Regions from separate parts of the Triticum aestivum genome. Here region 2 is linked to region 1. A link is a contact called in public Hi-C data. All regions are on one chromosome and are shown on one strand. The core of a region is the stretch at or near the end of the contact, and the rest is flanking DNA. Distances in the headings are between cores, read along the strand shown.

Evidence for each region. Hi-C and Micro-C count contacts between places; a contact is called where the count stands out from the background.
Region 2: a contact with region 1 is called in a Hi-C map of leaf, with 4 times the contacts expected there. The contact joins the promoter of LOC123071558 here to the promoter of LOC123071557 in region 1. A contact is called at or near these places in 3 of 5 Hi-C or Micro-C datasets (all in leaf).

Annotation. Positions count from the first base shown.
Region 1 is chr3B:665,031,062-665,035,737 of IWGSC CS RefSeq v2.1, forward strand. It overlaps LOC123071557, which reads right to left and starts at 1,731. Exons shown (of 11, transcript XM_044495133.1): 1 at 1,421-1,731; 2 at 1,103-1,343. The coding sequence starts at 1,550.
Region 2 is chr3B:665,323,384-665,327,630 of IWGSC CS RefSeq v2.1, forward strand. It overlaps LOC123071558 (sister chromatid cohesion protein PDS5 homolog A-B), which reads right to left and starts at 2,592. Exons shown (of 28, transcript XM_044495136.1): 1 at 2,327-2,592; 2 at 980-1,177; 3 at 582-763. The coding sequence starts at 2,419.

The DNA.
Region 1 (4,676 bases), core at 481-2,980:
AACCTGACAAGGGAACAAAATACATTCAACGAGAAGGTCACGAAGCTCCGGCACATGTCCATGGATGCATTTGCACGACTCAAGGGACGATGGATGTGCCTGCAAAAGTGCGCACATATGAAGATCTCGGATCTCCCTACCGTGATCGGCGTATGTTGTGTGCTGCACAATATATGTGAGATGAATGGGGAGTAGATGGGCCCAGAGCTACAGTGTGATGTCATCAATGACGAGACAGTGCCAAAGAACCTTGTGCATTCTGAGAGCGCCAGCAAGGCCAGAGACAAGATCGCCCACAACCACTTCCTTAGTGGGCTGAGCGACACCAAGTTTTGATCCACATCCTCAATTTGTCATCATAGTCATCACTGACCATTAGTTTGATCAATTTATCGATCCTTCCTTTCTTGTTTAATTTGGTTGATTTGCATTGAAATCAATCCATTAAGGATCCCCATTTTATTGTTACTTGCTCACAGACCTGGGAGAGGAATTTTGATGGGAAACTGAGATTCCCAAGACATCTCATGCAAAATTAAACAAGGGAAGCAAACGTCTTCCAGTTATTCTTTGTACTGGTTTGGTTAGTTTACATCAATTCGGTCAGAGAAATTTCTGCTTCCTATGCTATGCGTGTTTCATCCCATTGTATTCCAGAAAATTCTTGTTCCTCATTTGCCGCAACAATGCAAGACCAAACTTGGTTAAAGGGTTTCTATTTTGTAGTATTGAATTTATCCACTGAAAGCCTGCTTGGAACACCGCAACTTCACAGCAATTAGAAGTTAAAAATCCCCAGGTCCAAGAGAAGGCTTAATATTCTTGCAACATCTACACTACAATTCCGGATGGTTCTACCTAAGATGATCCTATCTATTACAGCACATGGTTCAGAGTAGTCCTCATATGATATCACCAACGAGCGTCCTGTCAATTGAGTCCAAGAGAAACGCAGTTTGTGGCTTTATTAATCGTTTAACATTATGATAGTCAGGAAACGAACTGGTAGTCATTTTATTAACAGAATGAATCTGGGCATTTATTCTACATCTACGACAGATTGACCCGAAGGGCAGAGCAAGTGCAAGGTCGCTTGACATACCTAGCAAACTGCTCGATGGCGACAATGGCGTCCACGGAGAGCCAGCCGCGGCCGACCCGCCGCTCCAGGGTGATCTCCGGCACCGCGACGAGCGGCTCCTCCTCCACCTCCTCCTTCCGCTGCTTCTTCCTCCCATCGGCCTCCTCCTTGCGCTTCCCCCGCTCCCGCGCCGCCTGCGTGACGTCCACCACCGCGCCCCGCGCCCGGGAGAACCACGAACGCACCCGCTCCTGCACCGCATCTGCGAAACAGCAAGCCCGCAGCGATCAGAGAGAGCACGGGGCACGACCTATCGGGGGCTTCAGGGAGGGCGCCCACCGGTGTCGACATCGGGGAGCTTCCACTGGGAGCGGACGGCGAGGACGGGCGGGGGCGCGCGGCGGCGGCGGCGGCCAGGGAGGCGGGAGCGAGGGAGCGGCAGGAAGCGAGGAGGCTGGAGCTGGAGCATGGTGGTGGTCGTGGTGGTGGCGGTGGGGTCAGTGGGCTAGTGGCGGGGAGCGGGGCGTCGTGGACCTTCCGTGGATTCCATTGGAGAGGGCCGTGTCTCGGTGTCTGGGTTGTTTACGTTTTCGCTTCGATGCAGGCGGCAGCAGTTTGGGGGGAGTAGTGGAGCGGAGCGCGACGAAGACGACGCTTCTAGCAGGAGAGAGACCGGGAAGAGATGGCCGGCCGTGTGGTGCGTGGACCCCACCCACGAGGGGGCCTCTGGGCAGACACGGCCGGCCGCCTGCCGAGTGGGGTTTGGTTGTGGCGACAATGGGTTATCCGCAGTGCTGACTCCGATGCTGGCGTGCCGCTCCAGCCGCTCGCAACTTTGGATCGTCCATCTAACAAAAAACTGATGTCAGTATTGCTGTTTGCTTGGATCCATTTGCAGCAGAGTGAATTTGCGTCCTCGTGGACACGCAGTGGACACCCGCGGCGTTCTCTTCTGGCCCGTTTAACGGTGGCACACATGCCGTTCTCCCCCGTCCACCACAATCACCTCGTCTTCTTTGCTCTCGTCGTCGCCGCCCAACTTTTGATCTCTTCGCCACCGCCCCAGATCTCGTCGACGCACCCATCCACGGCCTCACCGCCACCGCAGCCACCGGCGTCCACTCTGTCGACGTTGTGGCCGCTTCTTGCCGCCAACAGAGCAGTACAAGGCACGCCTGCCCAGGGTTGCCGGCAGCCCCAGGCATGCCACTGCTACCTTCACTGTCACCGCCGGAGGACGCGGGGTTCGACAGCCCTGCTGCCTGAACATGCCAAGGACGGAACCCTTCACCGGCCATGACTCGTCCACGCTCGCCTCTGTCCCCGCCCACAAGGTGTTCGGTTGTTTGACTGGACGAGCTGTCCGCTGCTGTCTACTGAGATACGGAGTCATCACTTCGAAGTATCATGGCAGATAGCTCGGATGTGTTTTTTTACAATAACATCATATGTTCATCATCGCCTGACGATGATGATTGTGTGGTTGCTACTTTCATCGTCAATGGGCACATTGCGAGGCAGGGACCATTGTTTAGGGGATTGATCCCGAGCCATGCTTCTGGGTTGACTCGTAACAGAGAAAATGGTCATGTCCTACTCTATAACGATTATTCCGATCTCACAAAACCACTATTCTCTGTGAAGCTTTTCTAGCTACGCTTCCGGATGGTGAGATCATTGTTCAACCGTATTCAGGAAGGAGTGATGAGGTATAATGATTACTTCAACTGCAAGTATGATGCCTTTGGAAAGGTTGGCTTCTCCTCTTACCATAAATGTGTTGCAGTTGTTCGGATGCTTACAGAGGGAGTTCCCAATGATCTTGTTAATGAGTACTCGCGCATGAGTGAGTCCACATGCGTTGAGTCATTGTTCTTGTTCTGCAAAGCTGCGGATAGAGTGTTTCTCTCGAGTACTTGAGAGACCAAATGTTGCGGATACAGCCGGTTGTTAGCGCTCAATGAATCGAGAGGCTTTCCGGAAATGCTTGGAAGCATAGGTTGTATGTACTCGGAGTGGAAGAACTGTCTATTTGCTTGGTAAGGCAGTATAAGGGACATGTTAAACCTTGCATGGTCATACTTGAAGTTGTTGCATCACAAGATCTCTGAATTTGGTGTTCTTTTTTCGGCAGGGCATGTTCTCACAATGACATCAATTTGTTACATCTCCAAGCTTGGATGCTTACTACTACTTATTCCTCTCATGTTGTTGTCTCACCTTGATCTTAAAAACTTCATTCGCACTTAACAAACCTCATGAGATAGGTTAGTATGCATAAAAATAAATCACCCAATAATGTATTGTCAAGACAAGTTGCATAATTATATTTAGGTATTAGCTATTGTAAACTATCATTTACACAATTTATATCCCCCAATATATGCCATGAAAACTCTAGAACAAACAGATAACAAAAACAGGACAACAATTTGTCAAAATCAAAAGAGTCTATATTAATCTAATTAAGAGGCATACTTTTGTAACTTATAAAATACTGGAAAAGGAAGTAACAGAGAATTTGTAATTAAATACAACGTAAAAATTTCATGAATTTACCATGTTTTCACGAATTTACCATGTTCCATTACAGAATGAAATTCAAATATTGTTTTCTGCACAAAACCTAATAAAATTACAATTGCAACATCCTAAAGGCAAACCTTGGCGCTTTATTTTTATGGTACAATGGTTTATATAAGGGGGTAATTATTTTTATGAGAAAATTCCATGAAAATATTTACATTGTTTCAATGAGCATGAACACAAGTGTTCAAGGTTGACCCTCACTTCTTCAATGCATGAATTTCCAATCACTTCTATTTTGAAAAAGTTTTAAGTTCCCCTCTTTATTTTTTGTTTTGTTTTTAAAAAGTTTAAAGGCACACAAAAAAAGAAAAAGGCTCTCTAGAACTTCCGGTTGTCTCCCAGACAGCACTTTCTTTAAAGCGATTAAGCCAGGCATAAAGGTGCAAATAAAATATTCACCCTACGTTATTGCTTCCCACGACGCTAGAAAAGAGCTTGATAATCCCCAAGTGCAAGGAATTGTCGTAGCGCTTTTCATTGATGTAGGTGGTAAGTATGGAGTGTCGAAACCACAAGGAGCTAAAGGTAATATCAACATTCTCTCGGATCCCATTTGCCACTGATACAACCCTACATACACCGAGTGTTTGCTTTATCTAGAAACAAGAAATAAAACTAGAAGTGGGTATATAAGGATAGGTTTTGCAAGATAACGAAGAACGTCAACATAAAAATTAGGTGTTGTCTAAGTAAAGATACAATATAATACAAATATCGTGTGTGGAATAGTGGTGGTATGTGATACGTCCATTGTGCATCATGTTTTTCTATGATTATTTATTATGTTTTGGGTCATTATTTCACTTTATGATGCTATTCTAATGCCTTTTCTCTTTTGTTTTGCAAGTTTCACATGTAAAATGAGATTGCCGGCGGCTGGAATTTTGGACATGAAAAAACTGCAGCAAAGATCGATATTCTCCACAGCTCCAAGTGACCTAAAAATTTATGAAGAATTGTTTTAGAATATGTAAAAAAATACTGGTGGAAGAAATACCAGGAGGGA
Region 2 (4,247 bases), core at 1,342-3,841, 290 kb after region 1:
TCTTAACATGTTTAAGGACAACAAGAGAATAGTACCACAAGGCGCATACGCAACTCTTTTGTGGCCAAGACATGTTCACCAAATCACCTCCATACACTAGGTACATCGCCCGTTGCACTTGATAAGGAACCCATGAGATCGCATTAAGAATTGAGAAGTTCTACAGCAAACATGAGAGTGCACACTGACATTTACTGTGATAAATGGAAATGGAAACCTGGCGATTTGAGAGTTCATAGCTTTCTCCGTAATACCCAGCTCAATGGAAGAACAAACATAGCACTGCATATTTACAGTTTGCGGTAGAAGTATTGGAGATCTTGATGATGTGATGCACAGTATTCAAGGCCTTGATTTCACGATTCCAAAATCTCAAAATGGGAAGACGGTACAAAAAGAAACCGATTGATAGGACATAAGTGAAAAAATGTACTCATGATTTTCAAATCAAAGCCACAGTATGAGTAAGACCAATGTATCTACAATTGAAAGTTAGGTACTGACAAATGAGCATTAAGCTTGATTCTTGGTTGTAACAAAATATAGGCGTATAACAACAAGAGCAGTAGATTTAGTCTTACTTTGCTGCCGAGAAGAATATTTTGGCCATATCAAGAACCAAGTCCTGACAACCAGTGTCAACCATAATTACAGAGCATCTAAGCGCAGCAACATTCTCCAATATTTTCATCCTTCTCGTAAGATATGGACTCCCGGTGTCTGCAAGCCCTGAAAATTCGCTGATGAAGAGCCTAAATATTTCCTGAGATAAAGCAATTGACATAGTGTTATAGGAGTGTGGTCCTTATTCCAATTGTTCTTTGACATTAAATAACTCAAAAATCGAAAATGGATAATGTTACAGAAATAATCTGACAAATATGGCTGTTAGGTAGTGCTTCATATTTTCACAACACTAAATGGTAATGGTACAAGAAGTCAGTGACAGCCAAGCTTGAAAGACATAAGTGTTAGATACCTTAAATATTTCGTCAGTAAAAGGTGGATCAGGTGCAAGGATTCGCATAACTTCAATGAAGCAGACAGCAACAAGAAGTCTGACATCCTTGTCCTTGTGGCTAAGTAAAGTGTTCTGGACCAGTGATTTACTCAAAGGACGTAGAGCATCTTGCAGAGAGGAGGACTGACTCAACTCTGATAAAGCACTTTCAGCTTGCTGCAGATAATAAGAAAACATGTTATGGAAGTAAATTCAAATTTATTCAGAGAAAAAATAATGAAAAGAAACAACCAATTAGAGAAAATGTCAAGCTGCAAAGTATTAATGTGCTACTCTTTTCCCTTTGGATGATTACGGTGAGCTGGCCTGCATCCCTGTCCTACTAGGTTCAAGGTTCAACTGTCGGAGGGGTTGTCATAGTATACATGCATTAAACAAAAGTATGCAAATATGTAACCCCTAATGGGGGCTAGAGAACAGTTCAGGTAGAGATCCAACAATGTATTTGTACAAAGCCATTGCTCTAAACTCCCGCAAACGCTGGATAAAATACAAGTACAGTACAACCAGATCAAAACTGTATTCTCGTATAACAGTAAAAAAGGCTAATATCCGTTTCAGGGAAAAAAGGGAAGGACCGAAATTAACCCACTTGATCTCCAGTTAACCTGTTTATCTTGTAAAATGGATCGAAATACTCAAATGTTACTGACGGTTTAAGATAATGAATGGTTGAAGCCTGAAAAATCAAATCTCCTTTGTTCCTTATCCATAGATCTTCATTGCTAGTACCTTCCTTCATATTACCAATTCACAAAGCAGGCAAACTTGAAACAACAAGTGCTCATAAAATTGTTTACTGATGAAATAATAGACATGTGACAATTAACTGAAGGTTCTCTGACTGCCTCCAGTTGGCAGGGAAATAAACGGTACTGGTACTCTTTCAACAGAGGGGAAACAAGTTTCGAGCAATGATAAACACCATAGATCCATGCCGAGTTGACACTAAACACCTCAGAGGCTTTGCTCAAACTGTCAAACATAAGCATAGTGAACATACAACCTCTTCAGCATCGCTGCCCCTGTGCCCCATCACACGAATACTACATGGTGCTCGAATTCGCCAGCCCCTCGTAACCCCATGAAGGTTGGAGCGGAATCGCGAACCACAGCTACTAATTTTAGCACTAGCAGGTACACTACAGTCAGTGTTCGAGAACCCAAAAAAAAAAAACACTAAAATCAGCGGTGCCCTTCGAGGCAATTTCAAAACCCCAGAAGCAGCATAGCGTCTCGCGAGGAACGGAAGCGAGCGGGTTTAGATCGGAGGAGGACTGGTGCGGGACGGACGGGGGCGGTCACCTTGAGGAGCTTGACGAGGGCGTCCTTGCCGAGGCGCGGCTGCGCGAGGCGCTTGCCGACCTCGCTCACGACTTGCCCCGGCGAGGCAGACATTGCGGCGGCGGCGGCGGCGGCGGCGACGACGACGATCTCGGGGCCCGAAACCCTAGGCTAGTGGGCTAGGAGGCGGTGGGGTTGGGGGTGAGGGCCGGGAGGGGAGGCCATGGATGGAATTGCGAGTACGGAAAAAGGCAGTCCGTCTCAGAGCGGGGCGGGGGTGTTGGGGTGGGGAAGGGGTCGGAACGGGGACGGCGGGTTTTTGCCGTTGCACCCTCGGCGCACGCACGACGCTCCTGCCACACTGCCAGCAACATTTTCACCATGGACCCAGGTTGTATTTTGCTTAGCTAGGGGAGCGAATATGAAAATAAATAAGGCCCCCGGATAGTACATTCGTCAATTTTGTGACGGGCAAGAGATATCTTAGGCTAGGTTTGCAAAACTCGAGGAGTTATTATATTTTTTCATAACAATAACATGCTCGAGGAGTCTGGAATCTGGAGGAACAAGGCACCAGCCAAATTGGTTTCCCGCCCATGGGGAAACCGCTCCCGCGCTCGGAGCATCGGAGAGCTGGGCTGGATCCACCGATGTTAATCCGCCCGTGGGCGTGGCATGTGGAACAAATGTAGGCCCTTAGCCCAGGTTAGCCCACCGCGGGTTCTTTGCCCATTCTGGATAAACCGCGCACAAATATCGCATATAGAATTGGGACTACGGAAGAAGAATTTGGACCTAACCAACGCCCTGGGTGTCTCATCTTCTTTTTGCAGATGACTGTCTGGTTTTTACGAAAAGACAGATGGACGAAGTGCATACCATCTTAATGAGATTTTGCATGCTTACAACTTGGGCTCGGGTGAGTCTGCAAACAAAGCAAAGAGCTTCATCGAGGCTAATCCACCCGTAACCAAAGCGAGTGGCATGGCATGTAGAACAAATGTAGGCCCCCAGCCAAGGTTAATTGTTCCCGAATGGGGGGTCGGCTGTAGTTGGTGGAGCCAGTGATGGGCCGGCAAAGTAGGGACCAGTATGGTCATGCTGACATCATGATGATGCTGTGATAATTTCATTTTTTCTATTTTCATGTTCTCTTTTTATCTGTATTTTAAATGAATGTGTTCTAAAAAAATAAACTTACTTAATTTTAAAAAACATGGAAACAAAGAATAATTAGACAGTATTAAAAAATGTTAATGCCATTTTAAAAATGCTGATAGATTTTCAAAAAAATGTTCCCATATTTCAAACGAATGTATGTAATCTTTTTAAAATGTATATGTTATGTAAAAAATGTTTGTGTTGTATAAAAAATATTGTGTGCCATTAAAAAATATACTTAACATTTAAAAGAAATATTTTTTTTGTTCTAAAAAAGATATTCATGACATTTACAAAATGATTATACAAAGGTAAAAATGTGTTTGTGTAGGTTAAAAAATGTGTATTGTCATTAAAAAATGTATGTGACATTTTTAAAAATATTCCTGTGTCTTCAAAAAATATTCATGCCATTTAATAAATGTTTTTATACTTTAAAAAATAAGTATTGCCATTTTAAAATGTATGTGATATTTAAAGAAAAATCTCGCATTTCAACAAAATGTACTTGCCATTAAAAAAATATTTATACAAAAAAATGTCCGCGTAGCTTAAAAACAATATTGCCAATAAAAAATATACCAGTGCTTATTTGGAAAATGTTACTGTGTAACCCAAAAAGTGCTCAAAACATATATTAAGAAAATGTATCATGTATTTGAAAAATGACCAATGTGTGTCAGAAAAATGTTTCATATGTGCACTAAAAATGTGCATTGTGTACTGAGAAAATATATACATGTGTTAAAAAAAGAAAATTGATAAAAACCAACAAAGAAAC